Linked DNA regions of Sus scrofa: region 1 is linked to region 2. The links are chromatin contacts, called in public HiChIP or PLAC-seq maps. All regions are on one chromosome and are shown on one strand. The core of a region is the stretch at or near the end of the contact, and the rest is flanking DNA. Distances in the headings are between cores, read along the strand shown.

What was found. HiChIP or PLAC-seq counts read pairs in DNA pulled down with a chosen protein or histone mark.
Region 1: an H3K27ac HiChIP or PLAC-seq map of skeletal muscle shows a contact between it and region 2. The contact joins the enhancer-like site here to the promoter of CISH in region 2. A contact is called at or near these places in 1 of 5 promoter capture datasets (liver), 11 of 47 Hi-C or Micro-C datasets (alveolar macrophages, embryonic fibroblasts, epiblast stem cells and 5 more) and 2 of 2 datasets of contacts at active chromatin or transcription factors (alveolar macrophages and skeletal muscle).

What each region holds. Positions count from the first base shown.
Region 1 is chr13:33,123,552-33,128,044 of Sscrofa11.1, forward strand. It overlaps MAPKAPK3 (mitogen-activated protein kinase-activated protein kinase 3), which reads left to right. Exons shown (of 11, transcript NM_001143717.1): 10 at 78-158; 11 at 867-2,269. The coding sequence ends at 1,019. It overlaps LOC110256233 (a long non-coding RNA gene), which reads right to left. Exons shown (of 2, transcript XR_002337537.1): 2 at 1,747-4,183. Among named protein-coding and RNA genes, the nearest start is that of DOCK3, 26 kb to the right of the region's middle. Within about 2 kb of position 2,675, at least 27 of the 83 cell types and tissues checked have an H3K27ac peak or open chromatin away from gene starts, as enhancers often do. A contact at or near this core is called in alveolar macrophages and skeletal muscle, where this site is marked.
Region 2 is chr13:33,088,114-33,092,344 of Sscrofa11.1, forward strand. It overlaps CISH (cytokine inducible SH2 containing protein), which reads right to left and starts at 2,427. Exons shown (of 3, transcript NM_001315788.1): 1 at 2,408-2,427. The coding sequence starts at 2,427.

The DNA of each region.
Region 1 (4,493 bases), core at 1,425-3,924, 36 kb after region 2:
AAGGGGGTGGGATGGGACAGCCCATGCTGTCCCCGGTGCCTGCAGGGTCTCATCTATGGACTTGGGGCTCCTTCCAGCAATCAATGGTGGTGCCGCAGACTCCACTCTACACGGCCCGAGTGCTGCAGGAGGACAAAGACCACTGGGATGAAGTCAAGGTGGGTGGACTACCCCTCAAGCTCTCTGTAGGTAACATGGTTTTGCAGAGAGGGACTCCAGAGTGATGACTACCCTGAACCTGGGTTTTCGGCCCCCTCTGCCCTTGTGTCATTGAGTGCACCAGTGGCCTGACTACGGCACTTGGAGCTTTGGGCTGCACTGCTCCATTCAGGCTGTGCTTCTGGCTCTCTCCCTAAGTGAAGAGGGGTTTGAGCCAGGGGCTCCGTGAAGGGGCTTTGGCCCCAAGTTTTGGCCGTCATCCTTCTTATAGTCTGCAGCATTTGGGAGGGTGATCAGCCTGGTTTCAGACTCAGCAGAGGCCAGATTTGAGCATATGAAGCAGCAGCTTGGAGCCCAGGGCAACCAGGGCACAATCTTCAGGCACCAGCAAGACGGCATCCCCTTGCAGGCTTTGTGGTTCTGAACAAGTGACATTGGTCCAAGGCCCTTTCCTACTTACCCTTGTTGTGGTCCGAGGGAGTCATTATCCTTTCTTTGCCTTAGCAAATGAGCTCAGTGTCCACCACAATGGATTAGATCGAGGATTTCGTGAGGCAAAGGGATGGGTCCAGTGCTGGGTACACAGGGGGCACTTGGGCAGCAAAGGTGGTCCCTGCCATCACTAACATTATTAAGGGGCTACCCAGGTAGGAGGGTGACATTTCTTGGGGTCAGTACATCTGTCCTCCCCCAACATCCGTCCCCAGGAGGAAATGACCAGTGCCCTGGCAACCATGCGGGTGGACTATGACCAGGTGAAGATCAAGGACCTGAAGACCTCGAACAACCGGCTCCTCAACAAGCGGAGGAAGAAGCAGGCAGGCAGCTCCTCAGCCTCACAGGGCTGCAACAACCAGTAGCTCATGTGGCCTTGGAGGGGCCAGGCCTCTCATCCTGGAGGACACACTGGACCCCCAGAGGGCCCAGAGTCATTTTTTTTAACAGAAGGATTATTTTGTTGTGTTTTAATCTGTCACTCGGAACTTCAGGATAAGGGAACGTGACCTCCATCCTTCAGAGTCCCTGCTTAGGTTCAGGCCCTAGAGAAGGGTCAAAGCCTGGGGGTAGGGAGCCACCAGCTACCGCTGCAGTGCCTTTGACCAGAGCAGCCTGAATGAACTGTGGCTCCGTCCTGCCCTGGGCATGGCCGTAGACTTCTAGGCCACTGGGAGTTGTGGCTGGGCTTCCCTCCTTCCATGGAAACAGCTCCCTGTAGGGTGGGCAGATGGGCCTGGCCTTGGGAAAGACATCCGGCTGCTGGTTGTCATGGTGACCAGGGACCGAACTGCTGTCTCTGAATGCTGAGTGAGTAAGCAAGGGAGGGAGAAGGGGCAATTGAGGGTCTGCCTGCCTTCTTGGGGAGGCTTCTCTCCTTTGTGCTGCTTGCCCCTCTCAGGCTCACCCTTCTTTGGTTTCCCCGAGGCCGCAGAGCCAGTCTGCCAGCTGCCCAGAGTGGTCCAGCCCTGACTTGCTGCAACCCCATTGCACAGGGCCCTGGGAATTCTCCTTCCACAGAGTCCCTGGGCCCAGACGTGCTGTTACTGCCTTCTACCCAAAGAGTGGCCTCTCATCTCAATAGGGTGGGAGGTATTTTTTAACTGTTTTTTACTTTGGAAAATGTCACTGTGACACAAGCCAGTACGGTTACCCTGCCCCCACCTGCTCACCAGATCCCAGGCAGGAAAGCCTCTTCTTAACAGTTCATCCACTCTTCTGTCCTGGTTGATAACCAGGGTTGTCTCTTGGTGCACTTTTGTGAGAGTGGATGAATGGGGGCAGGGCCAAGAGTCCCCCTGTTAATCAGGGGTCTCTTTCTATACCCCAGATCTGACGCAAGGCAGCGGAGAGCTGCTGTGTGATCCTTAGAGGGTCTGGTCCTAGTCAGAGCAGAGGGCCCCTTCCATGCTGGTCCAGGCTCATCCACCCCACACTGCCCAGACAGCCTCAGGGTGCTGAATGCCTGATCTAGGCCTGGCAAGTGCCTGATACCCTAGCCTGGTTCCTGATTCCTGACCCTTCTTGCACTGGCTGGGAAACCCTAGGCCACGTCAGACAGGACAACAATGCTGGGTTTTACATACAGGTATTAATAAAAATAGTTTGGCATTTTCCCTTGGTTCCGGGTTTCTCTTTGTCTACATGAGTGGACAAAAGTGGCCCAAGGGCACGTGCTCACACCCACCAGTGATTTCATTCCTGCTGGAGAGTGTGCCTCAGGCTTGGTAAACATGCCAACCTCACTCCAGGGCCACCTTGGCCTCACCAGGCATGGAAAGGTCGGCTCTATGCCACCCCATTGCCCTGTGTGTGTGACACCCATCCCTGGCCCGGTGCGTACCAGCGTCTGCCCACAGTGGCCACCCCCAGCTGTGTGCCAGCCTGCTGAAGGGCGGGCAGAGCGCCTGCTGCAGCGCTGAGCTATTTTCAGAAGCTGCCAGATTTCATTTGGCAGCAAGAATGTCGGGGAGGGGAGGGGGCGGGACGCTGGAGATTGTCTTTTGACTACTCCAGCGACAGAGCACCCTCAGCCTTGGGAGCGCTTGCGGGCAGGCTGGAGGGGGCCCCGACTGTGGCAGATTCCCAGCTCCCGTCCTTCCGGTTTCCCAAGAGCTTCTCAGGCAATGGCACTGGTAACCGCAGCGGCGCACCCCCCCCCCACCTCCCTTCCCCTCAGGCTGTGGGGGAGGGCACGGTGCCGTTGGAAGGCAGGGGCAGGAGAGCGCACCGGGGCTGAGTGCTGCTTCCTAGCCTGGCGACCTGGGACAAGTCTTCAAGCTTTCCTGCCTGAGTTTCCTCAACTGTGGGGAAGTCCTCTGGAGGATCTGGGCAGATGATGTGTGGAGTACTTAGTGGGGTGCCTGGTGCATGGCTTGTGCCCCCCACCCATTTGCTGTCCCAGCATCCTTGCTGACAGGAAGGAGAGAAGTACCTGAAATTGTTCAAGGGAAAAGCAGTCCAGCCCCAAACCTACCTCTGGGACTTTCCACCCAGAGAGTCAGACTTTCTCCACCCATGGGGTCTCATTCCCAAGGGCCTGCTCTCCAGAACAGCATCATTTGAGCTTCTTGGACCTTGATTCCAGCTGGGCTTCAAGGAGCATGGCTACATTTCTAAAGGGTTTCTGGGCTCTCCAGATGATTCCTAGGGGCCTCACAGAGCCTGTGGTTTAGACCAACCCTCATCATGTACTCTGTTCGGTGAAATGCTGGCCAGATGCAAAGGCGGATAGAGTCTCTGGTCCCAGAGCTGCAGAGACCAACTCTTGCTGGGCTACAGAGGGCCCATTGCCTGAGACCCTGTGCTGAGTGCAAGGAAGGCAGCAGTGAAATCTGTGGCTAGAATCTCACCTTGGGGAGTTGATACACATGAGCGAGAAGGACAAAATATCACACAGGTCCACGCTGAATCATGGGCTTGATATGGTTTATGAAAGAAGGAACTGACTTGAGAAGGAAGTGTCATTGGGCAGTTTAAGGCCAAGAGGGAATTTATGCTCCAGTGTCTGGGGAGGGTGCCCAATAAATTGCGGGGTTGAAGGCAGAACCGTGGGGGTCAGGGCCTTAGAGACAGAGGGACTCTGTACCCCTCAGCTCTGCCTGGCTGTGCTTCTCCTGGGGGCTGGCCTTGATCTTCCTCCTGTACTTCCTTCTCTGCATGCAAGACCAGAGCTTGAGCAGTCCCAGCAGGGAGGCATCTGCTCAGCTATCTGCATGCCAGTCCGAGGGAAGGATTCTTATTGGCCATACCTGGCCCATTGGTGTTGCAGAGGGCATGCCCCTTCCTGTGACTAGGTGGGGAGGGTTGTAGTAGAGGTGGTTAGCAGAGGAGGGGGTGGAAAGATTGCCGCCATGTCTCCCACATCTTTGTGACCTCTGGCAAGAACCCCGTAGGAGCCTGGCCCAGTGACACGCACAGCTCAGGGCCTTGGCATCAGGTTTATGGCATCAGGTACAACTCTCACAAGCCAGGATTGGAAGGCTGGATGCCCAGCCAAGTCACGCTCTCTGGGCCTCGATGTAGCTGTCTGTGAAATGGGAACAAATCCTGACAATTAGTTGGTATTCAGGTGAGCTGAGAAGCCAAGGGGACACACGGTCATTCACATGAGCCTATTCCAACACACACATTTGCATGGGCTTCATGTGGCTTCCCTGGGAGCTTTCAGTAAAGAGGCCATAAGAGGTGTATTCACGTGTGTGTGCATGCATGCATGAGTGTGTGTGTGTGTGTGTGTGTGTGTGTGTGTGTGCGCGTGTGTGATGCTTCCTCCCAGTGATGCTCCCCACGACCCAGCTGACAGCGGAGTTCTCTGTCTTGCAAACCTGGTGCTGGCC
Region 2 (4,231 bases), core at 1,177-3,676:
CATCCCTCTTTCTACATCTCACCCTAACAAGCCTGCCCTACCAGGCACTATGATCTTATGCAAACTTTGCTCTTCTCTAGGTGTCAGTTTTCCCACCCATCTGGTGAGGGGCCCCACCAGCCCAGACATTGAGGGGTCTGGCCACACCCTATTCTCAGTCTGAGGAGCAGCTTCGCTTTAGAGGAAGCCCGCCTGGTATGGCAATCCTGGGGCTTCCTGGGAGTGTGGGGCAAGGTGCTGGTTCCCTAGGAAGAGGCTGCTGGTCCTCTCCCACTTGTCACAAAATAAATCCTTGGCCCTCAGTTCTGGGTCTGGTCCCTTGCTGGCCCTCAAGACACCAAGACAATGAAACCCTGGGCCCTGCTCTAAAGGACAGCTCATAACTCAAAGTCATAAAAGCAAAGAATGTCACGGGGGAGTCAGGGTCTGCCTGCTCCTGAGCTGAGTCTGCCAGGTCAAAGGAAGGAAGAGAGGGGAAAGCAGTGTAGAGATGACAGCATGGACAAAAACAGCCAGGTATTGCTTATGAGACAGGAAGAGGTAGGCAGGAGCCTGTAGCAGGAGGGGAACGAGATCTGATAGTGTAGGTTATAGGTGACTCAGAAGATTTCAATAAGTCAGGGGGCCCATGACCACTCCTAAGAAGGGGCCATAAGACCCTGGCACCCCACAGCCTGCTAATACTTTTCTACCCCTGCTCTAGCTAGCTGTACCTTGGGAGCTCTGGAATCCTTCTTGGGGAACTGGAGGTTGAGTTCCAGGGGACTGGCTGATGGCTGGTCTACTGGGACCCAGAGCTCAGCTCAGGCCCAGGAGTCTTCTAGGAGTATGGTAGGCAGCTAGCCTGTCAGGCCAGATGGAGCCTCTTGGGGTGGACATACCCACCTTAGCAGGGCACACGTGGGTGTGGGCAACCTCCAGGGTTGACATGTATCCAGGTGTGTGAATGGCTGTATTGGTCACCAAAAGCTCCTGGTGAGTGTATATCTGGGGAGGGTTGTGTCCACAGCCTTGTCATCATCATGGTGGTGCTGGTGGCTAGTGTGTTCCAGGTGAGGGTGGCCTGTATGTGTATGTACCTGCTGTGGACCCCAGCCTGTAGGTTCTGCCTGGGAACATAAGCCAATGGGGCGAACTCAGCCCTGAGAGGGAATCACCCCTCAGCAAGGCTGACAACCCAGACCTACAGTTGGGAATCCCTTGCTCCCTACCTCAGGAGGACACTAACTGGTCTGTGGCTGTATGTGTGCAGGTCTTAAAAATCTTGCTCCCTGCCACCCAATGCTGGCCCTGTAGTTTCAAAGGGGCCTTCAGCTGGAGCAAAGTGAAAAAGTATGGGAGCTCGGAATTGGATGGGTCCCAAGGACAAAGGCAGTGGGGGTGGGGGGAAGGTGTTCTGGAGTCCCAAAATTCAGAGAGGAGGAAGGGAGATGATGGAGGCAATCAGAGAGAAATATAGAAGTATGTACAGTCTTCCTAGCCCCTCTAGGTCTCCTCCCTGGAAACAGGACTGCTCAGAGCAAGGGGCATGTCAGCCTTGCCCCACCTTCCACCCTTCTTCACTTGGTACTATGCCAGTTTTAATAACAGCAGTCCTTGGGCCACCCAGCTCTCCCTGGCTGTGGAGCACCTACTCACACCTCCCTGGAGCTTTCTGAGCTCCTATCAGATCAGTCTGGAGAGCATCAGACTCCTTGGTTGAGGCTCTGGATGGAAGGAACGTGCCAAGAATACTCAGCTGAGGCCAAAATTCTGTTTTATCAGTCCCCACCCGACCCGTGCAAGTCTTTGGGAACTTTGGAGAAGGGAGGCAGGAGCCAAGGTCCTTCTCACTTTGGGATCCCAGATTGGACTGAAAGAAGGAGTGAGGCCACTGCGAGAGTGCCTTCAGCAGGACCAGGCCAAACCTAGGGGACAGGTTTGGGGACTAACCCCCTAGGGGATAGGGGAGGGGACAGGCAAGGATCTCATGCTGGCTACCCAAGAAAAGCCTAACTGGCTACCCAAGAAAAGCCTGTGGTAGGAGAGTGGATGACAGTCCAGAGAGGGGAAGGGGCTGGCCCAAGGTCACCACTAGGCCTTTGGGCCAGCAGGCTAGTGTCCAGCGATCAGGGCCCAGAAAGAGGTATGGGCTGCCTGAGGCCTCTACCTGCTCCAGACAGAACCCAAGCTTAGCCCACCCTGTGTTTCTCCTGTCTTCAGCCGACCCCCAGTTTCTCTACCCACAGTGCCAGCAGAGGTAGTGACGAAGTTGTCACCATTTCCTGCTGTCACTCCAGAGGTCTTTCCGAGCTCGGCCATCAAGCTCAACCCGTCAAGCCCCCTTAATAACTCCGTGGCTAGCACGAGGCTAGTACTCTCCCGCGTCCCAGCGCCGACTTGGGAGTGGGCAGAAAGCCGCGCTTACCCCTGAACGCAGAGGACCATGTCCCAGCAGCAGCAGCGGCAGCTCCGGAGCTGGGGCTCGGCCGGACAGCGACGGCTGAACGGAGCCAGTGGGCGCGGATCGCGCTCACAAGGTAGGCTCCCGAGGCGCACGGGCGGCGGACCGGGACTGAGAGGAGGCAGCTCAGGCAAGCGGAGAGGGAGCGGGGGGCGGGCCGGGAGGCGGGGCGGGGCGAGCAGCCTAATCTTTTGTCCTCTGTGTCCCAGCCCTTCCCGGAAGCGACGTCTTCCTAGAACCGCCGGCTGTGCGGCCGGGAGGGGAGGGGTGCGAGCGGAGGCGTCTGGTCCCTAGTCTGGGGCCAAAGGCCGCCACTAAAGGAAACACATTTGATAGATTTCCAAGAACTTTCCAGGAAAATGGGGCGGGATCCTACGTGACGACCAATCGAAGTTCAGGAGGCGGAGCCGAGTGGTCAGGGAGGGCCAATTACAGCTCTAGGACTTTAGGCTGACGTGACCAGGCGAGGTTGAGTGTGATCTAGAGAACCTTGGGGGAAAGACCGAGTTGAAGAAGGCTAGGGAGGTGCTAATGCTCTACCCACCCCAGCCCAGATTTCCTTCCGGCACTTGCTTCGTGGGTGACAGGCCCCATTATCTCTCTGTAGACCAGTGGCAGCACGAGCGCCGGGTCAAAGGCCTGTCCTCCCAGCCAGCGGCTCCTTCAATGTGGTCTGTCTAGTCTGCGAGCGCCCCCTGTGGGCTTCACTTGCTCCCCAAGACTGTTGGGGGAAGTGGGTAGCTTGGGGTGTGGTTTGGAGAGGGACATTGGGGGAGGGATGGGGTGCCGAGGGAGTACTCAAATCCCAGGCGGTCAACGGGGATCAAGCCTGGGGCCACCACGGCCTAAAGGATACAGACGAGATAGTTTTCACTGAGAGCTGGGGGAGAAGGCACCGTTAAAACCTTTGCACCAGGCAGGGCCACCCAGTCTCGGCCCCAAGCTGGCCGGCCCTCCAATTTGGGAAGAAATGACTACCGATCTGAGGCAGGCCAGGATAGTGAGCCCCAGGTCACCCCACAGGACAGTCCACAAGGGTCTCTGCATTGCTGGGCCCCCTAAAAATGTGGGAGAGAGACCCGGAGTGCCAAACACCCAGAGATAAACTGAAGGTAAGATAATAAGGGTAGAGAGTTGAAGCAGTGACACCCCTGCTCCCATCTACATGGAGCACTTGACACATCAAGATCCTCAACAGCTGGTATTGCCCTCTCTGTGCTGAGACCCAGGGAAAAAGTCAGAAGCCCACGCTCCCACCCCTGATCCTCTACCTTTTCCCAGTTCACTGGACTCACCAGGGAGCATCTTGAAAGACCATAGGGGCTGCATATACTTCCTCCAAGCTCTTGGGACAGAGGAGAGAGAGAGTTGGAGAAGTGGCAGGGTCCACACCCCCCTTCCCACTGCCTGATGTGTACCTTATAATCCCAGGTTCCCTGGAAAGAAGGTAAGCTTCAGGTCCCCAAGCAGGGATGACAGACTTCTGGCAGTGTCCAGAGGCTTAAATGGTAGTATCCAGGCTTTCCTCAGGGCAGTTAGGGCTGAGCTTGCCCTGCCTTGAAGGGGATGGAAAACAGAGGAAATCCAAAAGCATGGTGTTGTGAAAAGGACAAAATGACAAATAATGGTTAGGTGAGAATTGACATCAGGGAACCTACTTCTCTGTAAATTTCCTGAAGGGAAGTTGAGCTTTAGTGAAGTTTTACCAGCCCTCCTGAGGAAGCCAGAAGCTGCTTGCATGGGATGGGGATGGCTGTGGTGACCTCACTGCCCACTTTGATGGCTGGG